Linked DNA regions of Danio rerio: region 2 is linked to region 1. Evidence: chromatin contacts called from public Hi-C data. All regions are on one chromosome and are shown on one strand. Each heading gives the region's core, a stretch centred on a gene start, on an enhancer-like site or on the middle of the called end of the contact. The rest is flanking DNA. Distances are from core to core; before and after follow the strand shown. Region 1 overlaps clmpb (CXADR like membrane protein b). Region 2 holds the start of clmpb (CXADR like membrane protein b).

Region 1 (4,146 bases), core at 641-3,140:
ATTTAAGAGTTTTTTTTTTTTTATTAGACTACTTGTTGTATAACATACTACTACTTGCATGTACATGGTCATTTGCATAGGCTAATCTTCAGGCCGGTTGAAGTGTGCTAATATATTTGTTCATTTTGTTATTTTAATAACTGTTAAACGTAGCCGAAATTAAGTTTAGTCTAGTTCAAAATAATTTTCATATTGTTTTAAATAGTTTTTTGAATACTGCGTTATAAATGAGTTTTCAAGACGCATTTGAGGTTTCTGGTATGGCTACTTTTACCTTCTCTAGCCTACATTTAAATGTAAAATTAAATTGTAATAATTAGCCTACAGCTTTTTTTTCTGTTAGAAATATTATTAGCCTATTTATTTATATATTTTCAATTGCAACTTTTTTATTTATGTATTATTTATTATTTTAGGCTATTTAATATTTTGTGGTCAGCTGTATTGTTGACCAGAACTATTTTTATCTGAACCAGCTTAAGTAATTAACCTTTTTTTTTTTTACAATTGAACAACATGGTGGACCAATTAGATCGGTTTTCAGACCGACCGCAACTTTACGTAGGAGTGCGGTCCCCCCGCCCACCGAATTGACAGCTGCGCGCATTAACATGTCCCGGTAGTCACGTGTATATGACAACACAACCAGGCAGACATACGCAAAGCAACCGGGAATAAAAGGTCTGTTCTGTTCGCTAGGATCAGCAATCATCATCAAATGTGATTAAAAGTAAGTTTCACATGTTTAAAGTGTTTTAAAACAGAGCACGTGTGTAATTAATTACAGCGATTTACTTCATCAGCACAGCCGCGTATCAGAACAATTATGAAAGACGCTTCAATACCGGTTTGTGGAAGTTAAATCAGGTTTATTTTGTACACTAGCATAACAGATATCCACACAGCACTGGAGGTTAGCCTGTATCCTGTCACATTTGAGTGCAAAAACAGTGCTAAGCTAAGCGCGCTCTGTCTGTCTGCCTGCCTGCCTGTGTGTGTGTGTGCGACTCAATGCAACTTCACAATACTGATTATTAAAGATTAGTTCTTACTGTAGTATTTCTCACAAACGCTACGTGAGACCTTCTTCCTTTAAGTCTGTCTGTTGTCTGACGCAGCCGAGGGAGGAGATTAAAGCACGCGGGAAGGCACAAAGAAACACTAGGCAGGCAGAACTCGCCCTAAAGGCACAGTACGACAAAACCACCCCCTGCTGGAAATCATAAAATAGCATCTTGTAAAAGGTATAATGAAAAATCTGATGGGTGTTTTGAGCTGAAACTTTATATACACATTCTAGCAAAAGACTTATATTAAATCTGAAAAAAGGGGTAACCTAGGTGCCCTTTAATACACTAATCATGGTAGATCTCTGAGTGATTGACATCAAAAGATGGTTCAGTCTCTAGATTGCTTTCACCATGAATTCCACTTGCAACAAATCAACAGTTTAAACAATTGCTGTTTCCGAAGAAGGGAAGAGTGATGAACAGAAATTGCATAGCAATATCCGCTGAAGCCATTCACCCTGCAAGGAATGTCTGAAGCTCGTCTCTGTCAGCGGAGAATGATTCAGAGTTCTGGAAATTACAGAATGTGTAAATTGCTGATCATTTGCATGTGAGAATGTCTGGGTAAAATGAGGCACGCTTGGCTTACCCTGTCGAGTTTTTGATGGCATCTCTCCACCGAGAGATTCATTGGTTCATTGCTTTAATATGATCGTGCCCAGATCATTGAGAAAAAACAACAAGCCTTCCAACGAGGCCCCTCAGAACCATCATGTCTTATTGGTGGGAGTGAATCATTGCAATGCCCTGGCCTGCTCTCATCCAATCATATGGCCCGGTGTTGGCTTGGAGTCCTAGTGTCGGGATCAGATTTCAGTGTGTGGTTTGGACACCAGATGTTTATAGTGTGAGGAGGAATGGCTGACGGGAGGGGATGAGTGCACACAGCCCACTCGCTCTCAGTCCCAGATGTGAGAAGGTTTGGCACGACTCGCTGTGTTTTCTCCTTGGCACAGCAAGGCTTTTTCTCTGCCTGAGCAGGAGATGCCAACTCTCTTTCTCTGTCCCTCTGTTTCCATCCCTTCATCTTCCGAAATCAGGGTTACTCCTTCAACAAATCAGGACTTAAAAGCAAAAGCAATTAAATCTCCATCCCATTCAGATGTCCATTCCTTGAAGACAGGCTCACCTACCGAAACTCCTAATTGCCGCATTGTGGATCTGCTGCTCTGAACGACTGCCCCAATCAGGGACTCTCAGAAGTGTCTTTTTTATTTTAAATGCAGTAATGGGATGGCTGGCTTTCTCATCTAGTTTGATTAAATTGGTTCAAGTCCCATCAAGTCCCTGTGCGGCAACTGGATTAATCAGAAATGAAGATTTACTGTCACAGACCTCTCGGCTCTTATAAAGCACCTAAGACTGCCAGAATGTGATGAAGGGGCTGATGAAATGATACTTAACAACGTTCACCCAAAATCTAATCTTTGTCATGGGGGATATTGAACCTGTACGGAAGGTCAAATCAAACCTCCTGGGGTCATCTAGTGTTTAAGCACGCCTGATAAATGCGAAAGTCCCTGCCCTTAGTGATAAATAGCAGCTGTTTACGTCACATCAGTCCTAGCATCTGATTTGAACAGAAGGTAAAGCCTTGTATTTATGGCCAAACCTCCGGGACTTATTTCCGCCACAATGCTCCCTTCCAGCGTTATACTCGTGGTAAGATCAGAGGGAAAAGAGATGGCAACCCATTGCTCTGTTAACCTTGTGGCTTCGCCGATTCTGGCAGGGTTAAGCAGTGCAATATTTACGATGAGAATGAGACCCTTGAGCCTCGGGCAAGGTGAGGATGAAAGCTTGTCACTGATAATGGTCCTCGTGGTTACAGGAGGGTCACAGCAACATGCTACGCTCGCTAGCTTTTATCTGCAGCTCTCCGGGGAACAACGCTGTGTGACAGCTAATGAAAGAGTGAGGAAACGAGGGCGGAGGAATGTTGGGAAGGGAGAGACAACCAGGGAAATGAAGATGAAGAGCGAAGGCTAGTAATCAAAAAGGACATTATTGGGAATGCTTAGGGTTTTATACCCGCCTGGCCACTGGGAGATACAGTTAAAGCTGGGAGCTGTTTTTTGCAACATGATAACTGGATTCTAAGTGGACCATCGGGTCAATAGCTAGTTTAAGCTAACCATTAGTAGAACTGCACTGGCTATTATCTTATGCAGAGTAATCATTAGCTGATCCAAGTGATTGGCTAGTGATTAGCCAGTTTAAAGTAGTCATTAGTTAATTCCAGGCCACCATATTTACCATTTCTTCCTTGCACAGATGACTATTCTGTTGTGGGTGAGAGATGGACCATGTAGAAACCAGCCACCATATTCCAAAACACAGCTACAGTTAATCCGCCAACTTATCCAGCATATGTTTTACACAGCGGATGCCCTTCCAGTTGCAAACCAGTACTGGAAAACATCCATACACTCACATGCAAACTCATACACTACGGACAATTTAGTTTATTCAATTCACCTCTACCGCATGTCTTTGGACTGTGGGGGGAACCGGAGCGCACGACGGAAACCCATGCAAACTCCACACAGATATGCCACTGACTCAGCTGAGACTTGAACCAGTGACCTTCTTGCTGTGACCACTGAGCCACCATGATGGCCCATTATAAATTTCAATATTTCAAACCACACCACAGCTAGATATACCGCAACCATATGGGCCCCAGTTTTATTAGCAAAAAATACCTCGTAAATAATTTTCGAATATGTAAAGTCAGGCTCCTTGTGGTCCCATTTACCTGTTTTGGGGCTCTTGACTTACTGCTGATGCCAGCACTCCATCTGTTCGCTCTACGTCGAGAGAAAGAGACAGGAGAGAGAGAAATGAGGATAGAAACTCGCCACTTGCTGTGGCTCACCAGGCAGCAGCTAAGGAGATGGATGGTTGTGAATCCAAGGAAGGGCAGCTGGGAAACTCAGCCTCAGATGACTGATGGGAAGGTACATTATTTTCTCAACAGGACTGTAGGGGGAAATGTAGACTATAGTAGGTGAAACCACCCTTGCAACTTACAAAAGAACATGGTGCAGTGATTGGACACTCAGGGCACCTTGAT
Region 2 (4,146 bases), core at 800-3,299, 50 kb before region 1:
TAACGCTAACATTGCACTGATTCTAACTTTTTAAACAGTAATGTTAACGTTAGTTAGCAACAAGTGAGGCTAAACATGTTTTCTGTAATGTACGACATGTAAACGCACCCTGATTAACTCTACATTACATTGAACTGTTACTGTGATTATATTAATTAAAACATACATTTAATATTTCTTGGATTTGTAAATATTTTACTTACTGTAGTGTGAAGCGAGGCCGATCCGCCATCTTGAAAAAAACGAATGAAGCATGAGCACGTACGTGAACCTGGATGACGTCAGACGCAAAATCACTAGGCTGACGGAATTTGAGTTAATGAAACTTTAAAGAGACATTTTGTATAGATTAAACCCAGCAGAATTGTTCACCTTACTTGAAAGATTAAATTTTTACAAACTCAAAAATAAGAAAAAGTTCTAAATACTCATCAAGGTTAATTAAGATAAACGAATTTTAATGATTTAAGTTAATAGAACTCAACTCAATTAATTAGTTACAGCATTAGGGTTTACAGTGTACCTGAGTATTGTTGCTAACCATGTCTATCCCTTTATGACCACAGTGTACCCATCTTCTCATGGCTACTTCCAGTAGGATAACGCGCCATGTCATAAAGCGCCAGTCATCTCAGACTGGTTTTTTGAACATTACAATGAGTTCATTGTACTTAAATGGCCTGCAAATCAGCAGTAACTGCGTGATGCTATCATGTCAATAAGGACCAAAATCTCAGAGAAATACTTCCAGTACCTATTTCCTTTTTGAAACTATTCCACCAAGAATTAAGGCAGTTCTGAATGCAAAAGGAGGTCCAACCCGGTACTAGTAAGGTGTACCTATATAAAGTGGCCGGTTATTATTATTATTAGCCCCCCTTTTTTTATTCTTCCTTTTTTAATTATTTCCTAAATGATGATTTCCTAAATGACAGAGCAAGGAAATTTTCACAGTATGTCTGATAATATTTCTTCTTCTGGAGAAAGTCTTATTTGTTTTATTTTGGCTAGAATAAAAGCAGTTTTTAATTTTTTAAAAACCATTTAAAGGACAAATTTTATTAGCCTCTTTAAGCTAGTTTTTTTCGATTGTCTACAGAACAAACCATCATTATACAATAATGTGCCTAAATACCCTAACTTACCTAACTTAATTAACATAGTTAAGCCTTTAAATGTCACTGTAAGCTGTATAGAAGTGTCTTGAAAAAATCTAGTAAAATATTATTTACTGTCATCATGAAAAAGATAAAAATAAATCAGTGATTAGTAATGAGTTATTAAAACTATTATGTATAGAAATCTCTTGAAAAATTCTTCTCGTCGTTAAACAGAAATTTGGGGGGGGGGGGATAAACAAAGGCTCTAATAATTCAGGGGGGCTAATAATTTTGACTTCAACTGTATATATTAGTAATAGAATGCTGCAAAAGACCTACCATATTATGAAATTGGAAGTGGTATAACACTATATTATTCTGTTTGAAAAGCTGAATATACTGTAGTGTGAGATACCTGCAAAACAGTTACTTACTTTTTGTTTTTTAGACTTTTACAAGGCCAATTTTTCCACATCTGATATCACTTGTACTTGATATTTCATAATAAATAAAATGTCATTTTGGATTTTCAAGGTCTGTTATAATTGTTTGGGATAGTAGTATCAATATGCGAATTAAAACAAATCTTAACATTTGACAAGACAGCTTGTGAAGCGAAATAGCCTTCTCACGGATGACATATCGTAAAATATTAATTATGTCTTGTCGCGGATGCAGAATTACTATTGTTGACATGCTGTTCGTGCGCTGTGGCTTTTTCCACCCGCTTCCATCAGAGCACATGTGCTTTTCCCTCTTCATCCAGACAGTGCGCGTGTGCTTCAGACTCTAGAGGTCTCCATCCTTCAGCATCCACACACGCGCTGTGCGTTCTTCTGCATCGGCCGCAGACTGAGAGAGAGAGAGAGAGAGAGAGAGAGAGAGAGAGAGAGAGAGAGAGAGAGAGAGAGAGAGAGAGAGAGAGAGGACACCGCGCAACGGCAACCTGAGACGCGCGTCCTCCGTCACAGAGATCGGGAACTTTGATGATTTGACGGTGAAACCGATGGAAACGTGGGGATGATGTTCCAGTCCTTGATGATGGATTCGTCTTTCAGCATGTCCAGCTATGCTGTCCTTGTGCTCGTCTCATAATAGATTGCTGATCCATTTTTCTTCTCAAGTAGCTACTTCTGCTTTTGTGATTGAACACTTTAGTCCGCGCGAAGAACTGTGAAGGAAGCGGGACGCGTTCTTTCAATAGTCGTTATTATAAAGGACCTCCAGTGGATTCGTGATGTCTGCAACATACCGCTCCTTGTTCCTCTGTAAGTAAGCTGAGTTTATTCCTTTACTCTGTGGCTTGATGTGTGCTGCTTTTTTGGGGAAATCTAACCTTGCGTTCCAGGTTATCTGTAGCACATTGTTCATCTTCATGTCAAATAACTTTACGCAAAAGCATTTGATCTTTAGTAGGATTTAATTGAAGTTAATTAAATATTAAGAGAACACATGCATTAGAAATCAGCCAGAAGTACAGTTCATGACTAGACCCCCACCCAGTTGAGCAAATCAAACCCAGATGTTTTTGGTTTTGAGAGTTACACCCTTCTAGAAAATGAAGATGGTTTTAAAGTCTGATGTCACCTTTTTAAGTTGCAGGGAGAACTTCAACTCTCGTAGAACCATCACACCTTTGTGTCTCAATAAACCCAAAAACAATCTGTTTCTATCTCAAAATAGCATTTTAACATAGGCTAACAAATACGAAATTATTGCCATTATAAGAACGAACCCATTGTGTCTGAGACCACAATAGCATATACGGATACGCGGAGAGACACTACAGTGTGCATTTATGGCTGTATTCAGACGCTGGACTTTGATGAGGCTGATTATGCATCATCCAAACACTAATAGTCGCATTTGCCGATTAGCCACATTTGTGCATAAACTGAGCGCAGAACGGAACAAAGACAGGGCACGGCGCCCAATCCAGATCTCTTAATTTGTTGTGACATCGGATGGCAAAAATAGATCCTCATGTTAAACGTCCGGAGATGAGCCGGTGGCGCGAGCCGCTGCTGGAGTCCGGTGGGCACGGGGTCTCGCGTGTCCGCGTGTGCAGGGGTCAGAGCCCGGGACGATGTGTGAAAGCATGCATGCTTTCATGGGTCACATTGGAAATCCTCCACCGCCTTTGCTCGCGGTTCATTGTCCGATTCTCCGGCTTCGCACACGCGTTTGTAACTGGAGTTTAGCGCGCGTGACCCATCGTTTATTATAATCACTGCGCCAAACTTTGTCCCATCTTTGTGTCCTCTGCGCGTTTATATGATGCAGACTGAAAGCGTAGTGGGCTAAGTGTACAGTACTGCCTGCCTATTGTGCTCCCAAATGTATGATACGGTGTATTAAAATTCCTCGCGCATTCTCCGTGGCGTGTTGAGAAGGTCAACGCTGCTCTAACAGCCGTGACAGAAGCATCAGCCCTCCGACAACATCAACACACACTGTTATTTTAGCTTTTGCATTGTTTTTGTCTGCTCAATGGTCTCATTAAGTGTCATTTGACCGCTGAGAATATACAAACATATACATTTTGGGAGATTCTTAATCCTTTAAAAAATATTTATTATTATTATTATTATTTTTACTGAAGCTGTAGTTTATATGTGCAAGGAGATAAGATACAGTAGGACACGTTGTCACACTAACTATAGGCTACTAGGAACCTACATTAGACAATATAGCATATTAAAAGCTATTTTACTTGTGTTCATAAAATAATACTGTAAAAAAATAAACAAAATGGCTTATGTAAAAACTGTAAAAGTATTGGCATGTGCTGTTTGCCTATAACTATTACTAATATAATAAAAAGAGATTGAAAAAAAGTTTAAATGTTACATTCATCATTTAATTACTCACATCACTTAATGAATAATATATAAACCTTTGGATTTGTGAAGACATGATGTCAACCATCAAGGACTTGGAAGACAACACATACACTTAATGCACAAACACACTTCATTAAACATGTACACATACAGTAGCCAACACTCTCAGAAAAAAGGCACACGGTGGTACAAATAATGTTCCT

Evidence for each region. A called contact is a pair of places that touch in the nucleus more often than the background predicts.
Region 2: a contact with region 1 is called in a Hi-C map of an unstated tissue, with 1.9 times the contacts expected there. The contact joins the promoter of clmpb here to the enhancer-like site in region 1. A contact is called at or near these places in 2 of 18 Hi-C or Micro-C datasets (caudal fin and an unstated tissue).

The regions. Positions count from the first base shown.
Region 1 is chr18:50,159,900-50,164,045 of GRCz12tu, reverse strand. All of the region lies in intron 1 of clmpb (CXADR like membrane protein b), which reads left to right. Among named protein-coding and RNA genes, the nearest start is that of clmpb, 51 kb to the left of the region's middle. Within about 2 kb of position 1,890, at least 28 of the 62 cell types and tissues checked have an H3K27ac peak or open chromatin away from gene starts, as enhancers often do.
Region 2 is chr18:50,210,428-50,214,573 of GRCz12tu, reverse strand. clmpb (CXADR like membrane protein b) reads left to right here and starts at 2,049. Exons shown (of 7, transcript XM_073929724.1): 1 at 2,049-2,368. The coding sequence starts at 2,338. LOC137488344 (a long non-coding RNA gene) reads right to left here and starts at 248. Exons shown (of 7, transcript XR_011007371.2): 1 at 204-248.